Linked DNA regions of Mus musculus: all the other regions are linked to region 1. A link is a contact called in public HiChIP or PLAC-seq data. All regions are on one chromosome and are shown on one strand. Each heading gives the region's core, a stretch centred on a gene start, on an enhancer-like site or on the middle of the called end of the contact. The rest is flanking DNA. Distances are from core to core; before and after follow the strand shown. Region 1 holds the start of Gli1 (GLI-Kruppel family member GLI1). Region 2 overlaps Gls2 (glutaminase 2 (liver, mitochondrial)). Region 3 holds the start of Cs (citrate synthase).

The links. HiChIP or PLAC-seq counts read pairs in DNA pulled down with a chosen protein or histone mark.
Region 2: a contact with region 1 is called in a FOXA1 HiChIP or PLAC-seq map of pancreatic cancer cells. The contact joins the enhancer-like site here to the promoter of Gli1 in region 1. A contact is called at or near these places in 1 of 39 promoter capture datasets (pre-B cells), 1 of 484 Hi-C or Micro-C datasets (liver) and 5 of 115 datasets of contacts at active chromatin or transcription factors (astrocytes, bone marrow-derived macrophages, embryonic stem cells and 2 more).
Region 3: an H3K4me3 HiChIP or PLAC-seq map of embryonic forebrain shows a contact between it and region 1, with 5 times the contacts expected there. The contact joins the promoter of Cs here to the promoter of Gli1 in region 1. A contact is called at or near these places in 3 of 39 promoter capture datasets (the C10 cell line, cranial neural crest and embryonic stem cells), 1 of 484 Hi-C or Micro-C datasets (liver), 3 of 115 datasets of contacts at active chromatin or transcription factors (embryonic forebrain, embryonic stem cells and large pre-B cells) and 1 of 9 other capture datasets (liver).

Annotation. Positions count from the first base shown.
Region 1 is chr10:127,339,398-127,342,838 of GRCm38.p6, reverse strand. Gli1 (GLI-Kruppel family member GLI1) reads left to right here and starts at 1,260. Exons shown (of 13, transcript NM_010296.2): 1 at 1,260-1,280; 2 at 1,521-1,634.
Region 2 is chr10:128,202,261-128,205,976 of GRCm38.p6, reverse strand. Gls2 (glutaminase 2 (liver, mitochondrial)) reads right to left here. Exons shown (of 18, transcript NM_001033264.3): 8 at 2,122-2,154; 9 at 1,844-1,902; 10 at 1,250-1,316; 11 at 1,066-1,116; 12 at 713-889. Among named protein-coding and RNA genes, the nearest start is that of Spryd4, 7.7 kb to the left of the region's middle. Within about 2 kb of position 2,261, at least 29 of the 459 cell types and tissues checked have an H3K27ac peak or open chromatin away from gene starts, as enhancers often do. A contact at or near this core is called in embryonic stem cells, liver and pancreatic cancer cells, where this site is marked.
Region 3 is chr10:128,336,049-128,339,813 of GRCm38.p6, reverse strand. It overlaps Cs (citrate synthase), which reads right to left and starts at 2,087. Exons shown (of 11, transcript NM_026444.4): 1 at 1,855-2,087. The coding sequence starts at 1,896. It overlaps Gm51822 (a long non-coding RNA gene), which reads left to right. Exons shown (of 2, transcript XR_003949053.1): 2 at 1-2,675.

The DNA of each region.
Region 1 (3,441 bases), core at 11-2,510:
AAGGTGGTTTAAAAACAGCGCTATGGCCTGAGAGATCTGTTTAAGGGAAGACTCTCTCTCCCCACCCCGCCATGCTTTTGAGTCTTTCTCAGGTGGGAAACTGAAATAGAGGCCCTCTCTCTGTGTCCAGTCACCATGGTAACACAGATTCAAAGAGACAGGGTACTCCCCTATCACGAACTACCCAAGGGGCTCGCAATCTTCCCTGGCGTGCCCTTCTGTTTCTTTGAGCTCACGCAGCTCCCTGGGCATCCGATTGGGCTTTGGGGACAGGAACCTGTCAAATTTCCTTAAGTTCGCCAGTGCAATCATTTCCACTCCGAGGGGTGCCATGTGCTAGGACGACCAGCAGAGGGCGCGAAAAGCCTTAAAGAGAGAGGTGTGGAGGTGGCAACTGCGTCCAGAATTTGGAGATGGAGAACGGAGTTTCTCCAGAGAGGTACTCTACACAGAGCACCACTGTCCTCAGTGATCTGTGAATGCACATTCTGCACTTAGAACTCTAGCCCGTGTTCTTCCTTCATGTTCCATAGGTCGCACCCCCTCCCCTCCTCTACATCAGTCAACCCAACTTCTTTCTCCCAAACCCCAACTCTCCAAATGCTCCACGTTCCATCCAAAGAGTGAGGCTGGCCTACAGACCACGACATGGGGAAAGCTCAGTTACGACCAATGAAGCCGAAGACCGAGGCTTCTGGTTTAACTTTCTGGGTGAGCTTTCCCCCCTCCCTCTCCCGCCGCGCAATATTTTCCTCAATGTTTTCCTGGCTCTGGTTCAGAGCCTCTTCGTGGACAGCCGATCCAGGGATCCGCGCCGGGATTTACTGTCCACCAAGAGCAGCGTGTTCGGGCGGGGGGGGGGGTAGTAGGCAGTATAGGGTCCCTCAAGGGAGGGGGAGGATCCTGGGGGTCCTGGGGGTGCCATAAGCCCGGCACCCCCTCTCTAGCTTCTATCCACCCAGCTCATCTTCTAGAACGGTCCGAAGGAAGGATATACGAGGGAAGTGAGCGGGAAGAGCCGTAGCGTGCGGGTGGCAACAGCGAGAAAAAGTTTTTGCAAAGGGGAAAAAAAAAGTTTGCGCTTCTCGCGGGTGGTCCCGGCTCGAGGCCCGGCGGGCTGGGCCGGCGGGAGGGCTGGGGGCCAGGTTGGGAGGGTGGGGTGGCACTGAAGCTGCGCTGCAGTGGCCCTGTGACCCCCCTCCCCGCCACACACCTCCCCCCCCCCCCAGCCCAGTTTCCAGCCCTGGACCACGCATCCCGAGCACCGCGCCCCGACGGAGGTGAGAGGGGGGCAGGCGGGAGACCACCTGGGAGCGATGGGGGAGGGGCTGAGGAGATGCTCTGACGCCTAGGGACTCACCCTATCCCAGAAGGAGACCTGGGGCTCAGAGGCAATATGGGGTTGGGAGAGTTTGGGGAGAGCAATTAGGAAGTTTGGGTGTTTTCTTGTTTTGCTTTAATTTGTGCCTTCTTTTCTCTGCATCCCCTTCTTTTTTTCTGACAATCTGTGTCTGTCCCAGGTCTCTTTGTCCGCGCCTCTCCCACATACTAGAAATCTCTCCCTTTCTTGAGGTTGGGATGAAGAAGCAGTTGGGACGGCCAGCTGGAGGTCTGCGTGGTAGAGGGAACTCCAGGTGCGTCTCTGAGCGCCGTTGGAAGACGTCAGTGTTTCTAAGACGGGACCCACCGCAAAAGAAGGGAGCGCTCAGTGGGGTGGGAGTAGCGGTGTGCCAGGCAACAGAACCCCTGAGGGCCGGGCTGGGATTGGACTCCTGACCTGTGGCTGTGACAGATGTGCACATGGGGTTTAGGGGCAAAGGAGTGGGTTTGGACTCGGGAGGAGGCTGGGTGGGTTTCCTAACATGCGGTGTAGGCCGTAGAAAATCCCTAGGAATTCTGGACTTCTGAGTTCCCAAAGACTGTGGGCAGGGCCCCCGAGGAAGAGGAAGAGCTGGGGAGACCTTGTTTTGACCCTCTGACCTCAGGACCACCGGGGCAGCTGAAGCCAGGCGCCGGGAGACCCCTACTGGGGCAGAGCGGGACCACTGGCTACTGCCAGCTTGTGTATCCCTGTTGGCCCCCCGCCCAAGCGGGATCTGGGGACCGAGGCCCCTCCTCTGGCTCAGACCACCCTGCCTGCCCTTGCTCCCCGCTCTGAATCCTCTTTCAGGCCCCATGACCCTGAAACAATCAACCCAGGACAGTTAGCTTTGGGAACAGCATCAAGGAAAGGAAACTCCGTAGAGGCCGAGGGTTTGGGGCATCCGGAGAACCAGGGACTTTATGGTATAGGTCTTTCCTTCCAGTACGGGGAGAAAAGATGGGCAGTTTTCTTCTGGGAAGAAAGTTCGTGAACGCGGGTGATTTACCCTAGGGGGGCGGGGTTCAGAAGGACCCCCCTCCATTATCTCTCTGGGCATCCCCGCCGGACAGACGTCTCCGACTCACTCTTGACGTCACTAGGGGGTTCCCGGGGGTCTATAGGGGTTAACCCTTAGGAAGCCGGCGGAGATACCCAGGAATCCAAGGTGTCCTCTCCGCGCACACCTTATTTACACAGGCACTTCTTTCTCTTAGTTTCTGGTTTCTTTTTTCCCACTCCACTATAGGGACCCCACTTTCCAATAGTGCCTCCCCCCCCCCCCCGGGCGCTACTGCCTGCTTTCAGGATGCGCTGAGAGAGGGAAGAATGTTCCACCCTTCACCCCCCCCCTCGCTTTTCTGGGCTCCCCAGGCGGGCGGGGAAGCTGAGCCGTCTGCAGCCAGAGCCTGCGGCGGCGACTTGGGTGGGCCGAGAAGGCACGGGGGCGGGGAAGGCGGGACCGGGAAAAGGGGGTGGGGCCGACTCCAGGGAGTTGGGGAGAAGGGGTACGTACGTAGAGGACTCTAGAAAATAGACTGCGAAGATGATTCGGGTCTTTGGTAGGCTAATTCTCATGCTCCCATCCAGCCCAGAAAACCTTTACTGAAACTGGAAAAGTTAGTAGTATGAAGAGGGAGGCGTGAGTGTAGGCGGTGGCTCTCGGTGAAGGGGGCTGTCGCCCCGTTTTTATCCTGTCTCTTGGAGCTCTCGGGCAATGGAACAGGAAGAGTGACAACTTTGAGGGAACTTCTAGTGTCTGGGGGTCCTTTACAAGTCCTTCCCTTCCCTTGAATGAGTCACAGAGGAGAGAGGCGGGAGATGTGCCCCCTCATCCAGCTGCCAGCCAGCTGTGCCCCCCACCCCCACGTTAGTGCCAATGTCGAGCTGGGAGGTCTTGGATGCGGGATTCGGGTCTCGGCTGGAAAAGGAGGAGTTAGCAAAGGTAGCCCGGGCTACAGCACTTTGGCTGGGTCGTAGGGTCCGGGTTCCGTTCCCCATTTTACCCCGCCCTCACCCTAAATCCCAGCATCCCGGGATCACCCACCGCGCCGGCCGGCCCGCTCCCAGTGGTTCTCCAC
Region 2 (3,716 bases), core at 1,012-3,511, 860 kb before region 1:
GCTGCCTCCCCAGCACTGGAATTTTAAAATGTATATATATTTTTAAAAGTGAGGTGGGACCTGGAGAAATGGCTCAGTAATTAAGAGCCTGGGCTGTTCTTGCAAAGGACCCCAGTTCAGTTTTAAGCACCCATAACTCCAGCGTGTGGGGTGGTCCAACACCTCCACCCTCAGTGGCCTCATACGTTCACCTGTACAAATCCCTTCCAATAATAAAAATAAACCTTTATAAATAGACAAGCAAACACACACACACACACACACACACAAAAAGGACCAGGGTGCTACAATCAGAGGTGGATGTAGTTTTGTTTGAGACAGAGCAACCAGGAAAGTCTTCAGGGCTGGGGATGAAGTTTATAGTGTGGTACAGGGCTTACCCAGTGTAGGTTTGATCCCCAATGCCAAATCAAACAAGAAAAAAAAGCCAGGCTAAGTGCATGACTGTCCTTCTAGTACTTTAAAGGATGAGGCAGGAGGATCATTGACTCTGAGACTGCCCTCAGCTGCACAGTGAGAGCCTATCGTGGGGGAACAGAGGAATAAATCAGCCATGCCTCTCCCTAGAAGTGGCATCTAAGATGGGAGCCAGCTATGGAAAGGGTCTATATATTTAAGGAATGTGATGTATTTGACAAAATCCCCTAAGGATTCTTAGCCTATTTGCCTGGCTACCCTCTCCTCTTGGCACTGGACAGCAGATAACACTCACATGGAAGGCAAACTGGCCCGAGAAGTCATACATGCCACAGGAATGCATGAGGCTGAGGGTGTTGCGCACGGCCTCGGCGCTCAGCACGCTCTCCCCTGTGATAGGGCAGATGCCGCCATTGGCCAGAGTGGCCGCCATGACACTGCCTGACTCACAGGTAACCTCCACAGAGCACAGCTACGGAGACAAGAGAGGTCAAAGGGCAGTGTAGACTCGAACACATTAATGTAGAATAACGTTCTCTACATCTAGATCTTTCAACACGTTCTAACAGAACCACCAGAGAGGAGCGTCTACCGTTTAACAGGAGGGCACTCTGTCCCGTCCCCTTGACCCCGGGAGTGTTTGCTTACCTGGAAATAGAGATCAAGGGCAGCCATCATGTCCACACCCTTAGGGAAGCACTGCAAAGAACAGGGTGTAGCAGTCTCTTCAGGACATAGGCTCACACTGCCAGGGGCTCACATAGCCTGACCCCCTGCCATTGACCTGGCAGTAGAACTCTCAGGGACTTTCTCTACGACCTTTCCCAGTTACCTTCTTCTCCTTGAGGTAATAGCCGATGGCGTAATTCCGATCCCCAGTCTCCTTCTCTGACTGGAATCTGAAGCAAATACCAAATTTCATGCTTGAAGCTTAAGGGGTGTGTAGGGGGGAAAGAGGGAGGGTACCTTTCCTGGGATACAGAATTCTGTTGCCTGTGTCAGGCTGAAAGCCGGGCCTTTACAGTCTCACAGAGCATTAGTGGGAACTTCAGAACCTGAACAAATACCTGGTGTAGCTTTGTGGTTAAATGTAAACAAACAGAAACAAAACCCACCCGAAGCTGTCTAGTGGCTCTGTCTAGGAAATTTGGCAAGATGTTTGGCTCTGAGTCTTGACGAGGGCCTCGGCACAAGCCAGCATGCTGCCTTTCTCATTATGTGGTAATCAGACATGGGATGTTATTTCTCCAAGTAAGTAAATGTCGATGCAGAAGCTCAGAGGAAGCTGAGAGGCCAAGATTCCCCCCAAATTTCTTCCTACGATAATATATATTCTTCTTTCCCTTCCCTCCTCGACTTCCCCCACCAAGCACACACATGCTCAACGGTACAACCTACTCAGCCAGCCCCCTAAACAGAGTCTTACGTGGCATTGCTGAACCCCATGAATTCGTTCCCAGCCATCTTGTTCAGATACTGTAACACCTGGAAGAGAAGAGAGGTAAGAAAGACGCCTTTAGACTAAGGATCGCTAGCTAACACACCCGGGCTGATAAGGCACTCAGACCCTCTCTTTCCCCGGGAGAGTAGGGACTTCAAGAAGCTGAAGCCAGTGGTCCCCACTCCTCTGGAGATAGCTGTAGCAGCTGTGTGGACAGCATGCGGTGGAGAAAGGCAGGAAAGGGTTGAGTGTGAGGAACTTACAAAATCGAACTTCTCTGCTTTGTTACAGTCCATCTGCACAGAAGGAAAGGGAAAGCAATCAGCATTCCAGGTCTGGGAGGATGGCAGACAGCAGGGGCAGGAGGGCTTAGTCAAACCTTGCTACTGGGACTGTTATTTTTTACAATGCCCTTTGTTTGCTCTGGGAATGTTACATTTTACAATGTCCTTTGTTTGCTCTGAGTCAGGCCTGGGTTGTCCCGTGGCTGAGAGCCCCTCTGGCCTTGGAGTAACTGATGTTATAGGCACCAGATACTTCTTGTTTAAGCAGCTGAGACTTTTTGTGCATGCAGGTTTATGTAGTCTAGTGAGAAAAATCCAGACCACCAGCCTGTGTGGTGATGCACACCTATAATCCCAGCTTTTGGGAGGTTGAGGCAGGAGGATTGTTGAAACAAACAAACAAAATGTAAATTATCAAGGAATGAGGATTCAGATAACCTCACCCCATCTACTTGCCTCTCCTCTCTCCTGGCTCACTCCTTCTGTCTCCACTTCGGTCTCTAAATTCCACCTTATCCATGATTACTACTATCCATTTTATTTATTTATTTACTTTTAAATAGAGGTCTCAGGTATCCCAGACTAGCCTTGAACTTGTGATTTTTTTTTTTATGTATATGAGTACACTGTAGCTGTTTTCAGATCCCATTACAGATGGTTGGGAGCCACTATGTAGTTGCTGGGAATTGAACTCAAGACCTCTGGAAGAGCAGTCCGTGCTCTCAACTGCTGATCCATCTCTCCAGCCCCAGAACTTCTAGGTTCTGGCATTATAGGCATATGCTACCATGCCTATACCCCCCCCCCAACCTTTATGCCCCATTCTATAGCCTCACTCTAGCTTATACCTGATTCCCAGATCCTCTGTGACAGAAATGGAATGTGTCTGCTGAATATTCAGTTATATTGATGAATGATTTTTCTTTTCTTTTTTTTTTTTTAAAGATTTATTTATTTATTATATGTAAGTATACTGTAGCTGTCTTCAGTCGCACCAGAAGAGGGTGTTAGATCTCTGTTACAGGTGGTTGTGAGCCACCATATGGTTGCTGGGATTTGAACTTCGGACCTTTGGAAGAACATTCGGGTGCCCTTACCCCCTGAGCCCCTGAGCCATCTCACCAGCCCTGATTTTTCTTTCTACTACCAGGATTGAAACTAAGAACTCAGGTATGCTGGTCAAATGTTCTGCCACTGAGATATCCCCAGATATAGTGATAAAGAAACAAAAATTATTTCTTTATAGCAGTGCCAGAGATTGAAGTGCCTTGGGTCTCTGTACATGGTGGAGCAAATGTTCTACCCAAATGTTCTTCATCCCCAACTCTAGTAGAAGATGAGATGAGGCAGGTCCCAAAGATAGGGCTGCCGACAGGACTCCCCAGAACAGGGAGATATGCTTACCTTAGCACGCACGAGACACACAGACACAGAACAGACAGACAGACACACACACACAGACAGTCACACACACACAGACAGTCACACACACACACACAGACAGTCACACACACACACACAGACAGTCACACACACACACACACACACACACACACACACACACACACACACAC
Region 3 (3,765 bases), core at 838-3,337, 1.0 Mb before region 1:
GATTTTTTTGTTGTTGTTTTGGGTTTTTTTGTTTTGTTTTTTGTTTTTTGTTTTTTGTATACAAAGTTTCTCTGTGTCGTCTTGGCTATCCTGGAACTCACTCTGTAGACCAGGCTGGTCTCCAGCTCCAGATCACAGAGATCCACCTGCCTCTGGGATTGCAGGCAAAGGTGTGTGACATCACCACCTGGCTGCCCTTGCTGATTTCAAGAGTAAGCCTCACCTCTTGGGAGAAGCAGGTAGCTCAGGATGGCCTCAAACTTACTATGTACCCACTGTCTCCGTTTCCTCAGTGTTGGGATTACAGCCACGTACCATCATGCTCAGTGCAAGGCACACTGAGATTCAAGCAACTCAAGCAACTTGACCAACAGAGTACAAAAGACTAGCAAAGTTTCTGGGATCCTCAACTTCACTTCTAACATAAAAGTAAAGAATGACAACACAAATGTGGCCCAGTCACCCTCCCAAAGCATTATGACATTTCCTAGGGCTTTATGAAGCAAGATAAACTAAAAAAAAAGTAAAACCAAAGGCTTTTTCAAGTTCACTGTTGTGTTAGACTATCTGGTCTGGGTTAGCAGCTCCTGAACCGATCTAATTATAGGTCCACCATTCTGCCAAACACCGTCTAGAACTTGCTTCATTTCCCAAGAGGTTTCCTTACCCAGTTCCCTGGCAGCAGCAGTAGCAACAGCCAAGTAAGACAAGTGTCTACCAAATAACCAGTCTCTACCTTGTTGCCAGACACAGAAAAGCCCCAAGATAAACCCTACAAGTTTTGTGGTACATCTGACAACTATGCATCTCACACAGAAAGTTAATACCATTCTAAGTCTTTTCTTTCCTCCAGGTGTACTTTGCTTCAAACTATCTACTGATGAGAAAAACCTATTAGTTCCTTTAAAACTAAAACAGAAGCCAAGGTCATTTGTGGGACTGTCCCCACTTGGGTTAGAGCTGAAATTCCCTCAGCATAGCTGGGTCTCTGTTTAAAGGCCCAAGTTATGCTGAGCAAAAAAGTAGTGATAACGTGAAATTAAGAGTTATCCCTACTTGGACTTGAACTTCAGAATTCAAAAGGCAAACCATCAAATTAAAGGGCCGCCAGGGAATAAGGGGAAGTACTCCTGGTAGGTAGTAGAATTGAGTCATGTGACCTTGGTGTTACTACCTCACGCCTGTCTTCATTTATTGGCCTGTAGCTTGGAGGAACAACCTTTCTGGTTCTACCTAGAGCCTGATGTGATACATAATCAGCAGGTTTAACAGAAATGCCCCACCCTATTCAAGCTCCTCCTATATACATTAAGTGCAGGAGTCCCAAGGACAAAGAGGAGCTGGGGGGCTCTAGTCCCCTAACAAAACTAAAACGGCGGGGTCACTTACAGGCTTCAATTACAGTGAGGAAAGAAACAGGTCCTGACAGGACTCACCCTACAAAGCAGAGCCCAAATTAGCCCCAGTGACCAAGTGAGCATATTTATACATCCCCCACTCCTCCTCCAACAGTTCTCTCCCTAATTCGGGGGACCACGCCACATCTTTGCTCTCTGGCCTTGCAGCCAGGGCCCTGCATCCCTCGCTTGCACCTTGGATACTTGATATGACAGAAGGCGGGCCTCCCGGCCGCCGGGGGCTGCAGGCCGGGGCCGGCAGCGTTCACCTTAGCCGGAAGGGCACGCAGCACATGGCCTAGGAGCTCTGGGAAGGGTTGGCGGCTCGCCAGGGTCGGGCCCCTTTAAGGCGCGGAGGGCTGCGCTCCGGTGTGGGAGGGAGAGCCGGTGCCGGAGGCCCTGCGGTCGCCTCAGCCCCACCCCGCGCGCCACGGCGCGCTCCCTCCTTTAAGCTCACCTTGGCTCCCAAGAGCCGGGTTGCTGCAGTGAGTAGAGCCATGGCGGGCGAAACTCCGGGACCTGGCGGGAAGGGACCGAAGGGAGAGAGCTACAGCTGCAACAGGAGCGGTCGCCGCTGTGATGGAGACCGCGCCAACCGGCGGACAAGGTTGAAAGGAGGCGGCTGAGGGGAAGGGTAGACAAACCGGCACAGGCGCCCAGCCCAGGGTCCTCGGCGAGGCCCCGCCCTCTGCCCGAAACTTGAGCCCGCCCCCCTCCGGCGACCCACCCCGGCCTCGACCATTGGCCCAAAATGGAAGAGGGGCGGGATCTGAGCCTTTGACAGATGTTATCGCGGGGAGGATTGGACCGTACGGATTAGGCTAATTAGGAGTGGGTGGGAAAGGGATTGTAGGTGTCTAAGGATGTGCCTGAGAACTCAGTTAACTTCCTTCTTTGGCTTTTCCCTTTGCCCTTAACACATTTCGGGTTCTCCGGAGAATGCTGAAGATAAAGCTCCAGCACGCGACGTTTGAAGGTCACTGAACACTGCAACTGACCATTGCACTTCCTCTACCTGCTTGGCATGCTTTCTTAAAGAATGTCTTTGGTTAATGACTTCATGGCCGTGGAGGTGACATCACGCAGAAAGCCCGCTATGATGCCAGAGTTAGTTGCTTGATGGTCATTTGTGAACAGAAGAAATCTTGAAATTACAGATACTGACCCCGTTATGTGGAGAAGAGCAAAACCAGAAGCCTGAATGTTTAGTGATGTTTGTGAACTATATGGAGTCTAAGTCTTACAAAAGCCCCCTTAATATGAAGGAACCTTTCAGTCTTTGGGTCCTGGGCCTTATGATTCTGACATTCTTCATAAAACCCCATATCATAAAACCCCATAGAGCCAGCCCACCTCAGACACAGGATCAGGAGCTGCAACTCTCCACTCAAGATCAGGTGTTAGACACTCTCTTTTCGTCCCATCATTCACAGTATTTCCAAAGGACTCGAGGACGTTTATCCTACTTGGCTCTCTCTCTTATTTCTCCCTCAGAAAACATTGCAGTGAATGACACAAGGATTTAATGATCTTACACATCACTCTTAAATGCCCCGGGGTAGAACACCTCAGAACTTCTGTACTTTCCTGTGCCTACTGTGAAATTGGCCTAAGGGTGGAGAGAAGCTGACCCAATGATCAGAGCACCTTATCTGTAACCACCAAGCCTCAAATGTACAATCCTTTTATCTCACCACATGACAGTAACAAAGTGCAGAGGTCTCAGTATCCATGTAAGCCAAGTTCAGATAGTCCTTGTTTATAGAGGATGTAGTTTGTGGCTTAGACTTGGAAAAGAGAAAGAAAACCCCTATTTCCTCAAGTTTTCTCATATACATATTCATATCTGCCCAGTAGTGTTGTTCTAGCTTGGAAGTCAGGTAGTTCTTATGAGAGAACTTTATCAAGAGAAGCTGCGCCTCTTGAGAAGCAATAACCTTAGACCACCTCCCCGGGGACTTCAAAGCTTCACTGATCAATATTGGCTCCCAATTTAGCATCTCACATGGGGTTTCCTCATAACCCCAGAATAGTCTGACCTGGTTCCTTCCCCCATAGTTAATTATCCACAGAGACTAGCTAGCAGATCAGAGGCCTGAACTCCAGTGCCGTAAGTAACCAGAGGCTGTCCCCATCAGGTGAGGCTGCTGAAGGGACAATTATTGGGTGGCCATAATGGTAACTGGAGTTTTAATAACTACAGAGAGAATGCCATCCTTTTTAAGCCCCTTGATAGGATTCTGTACTTTAACGTCCAATTTTTATTTATTTGAAGTTATTTAATCCTGATGTCCATTGTTATAAAATCAATGTGAAAGCCCAGAGATGAAGGGGGTTAAGTGGTTTCGCCCAAAAGCTGAGTCTGTAT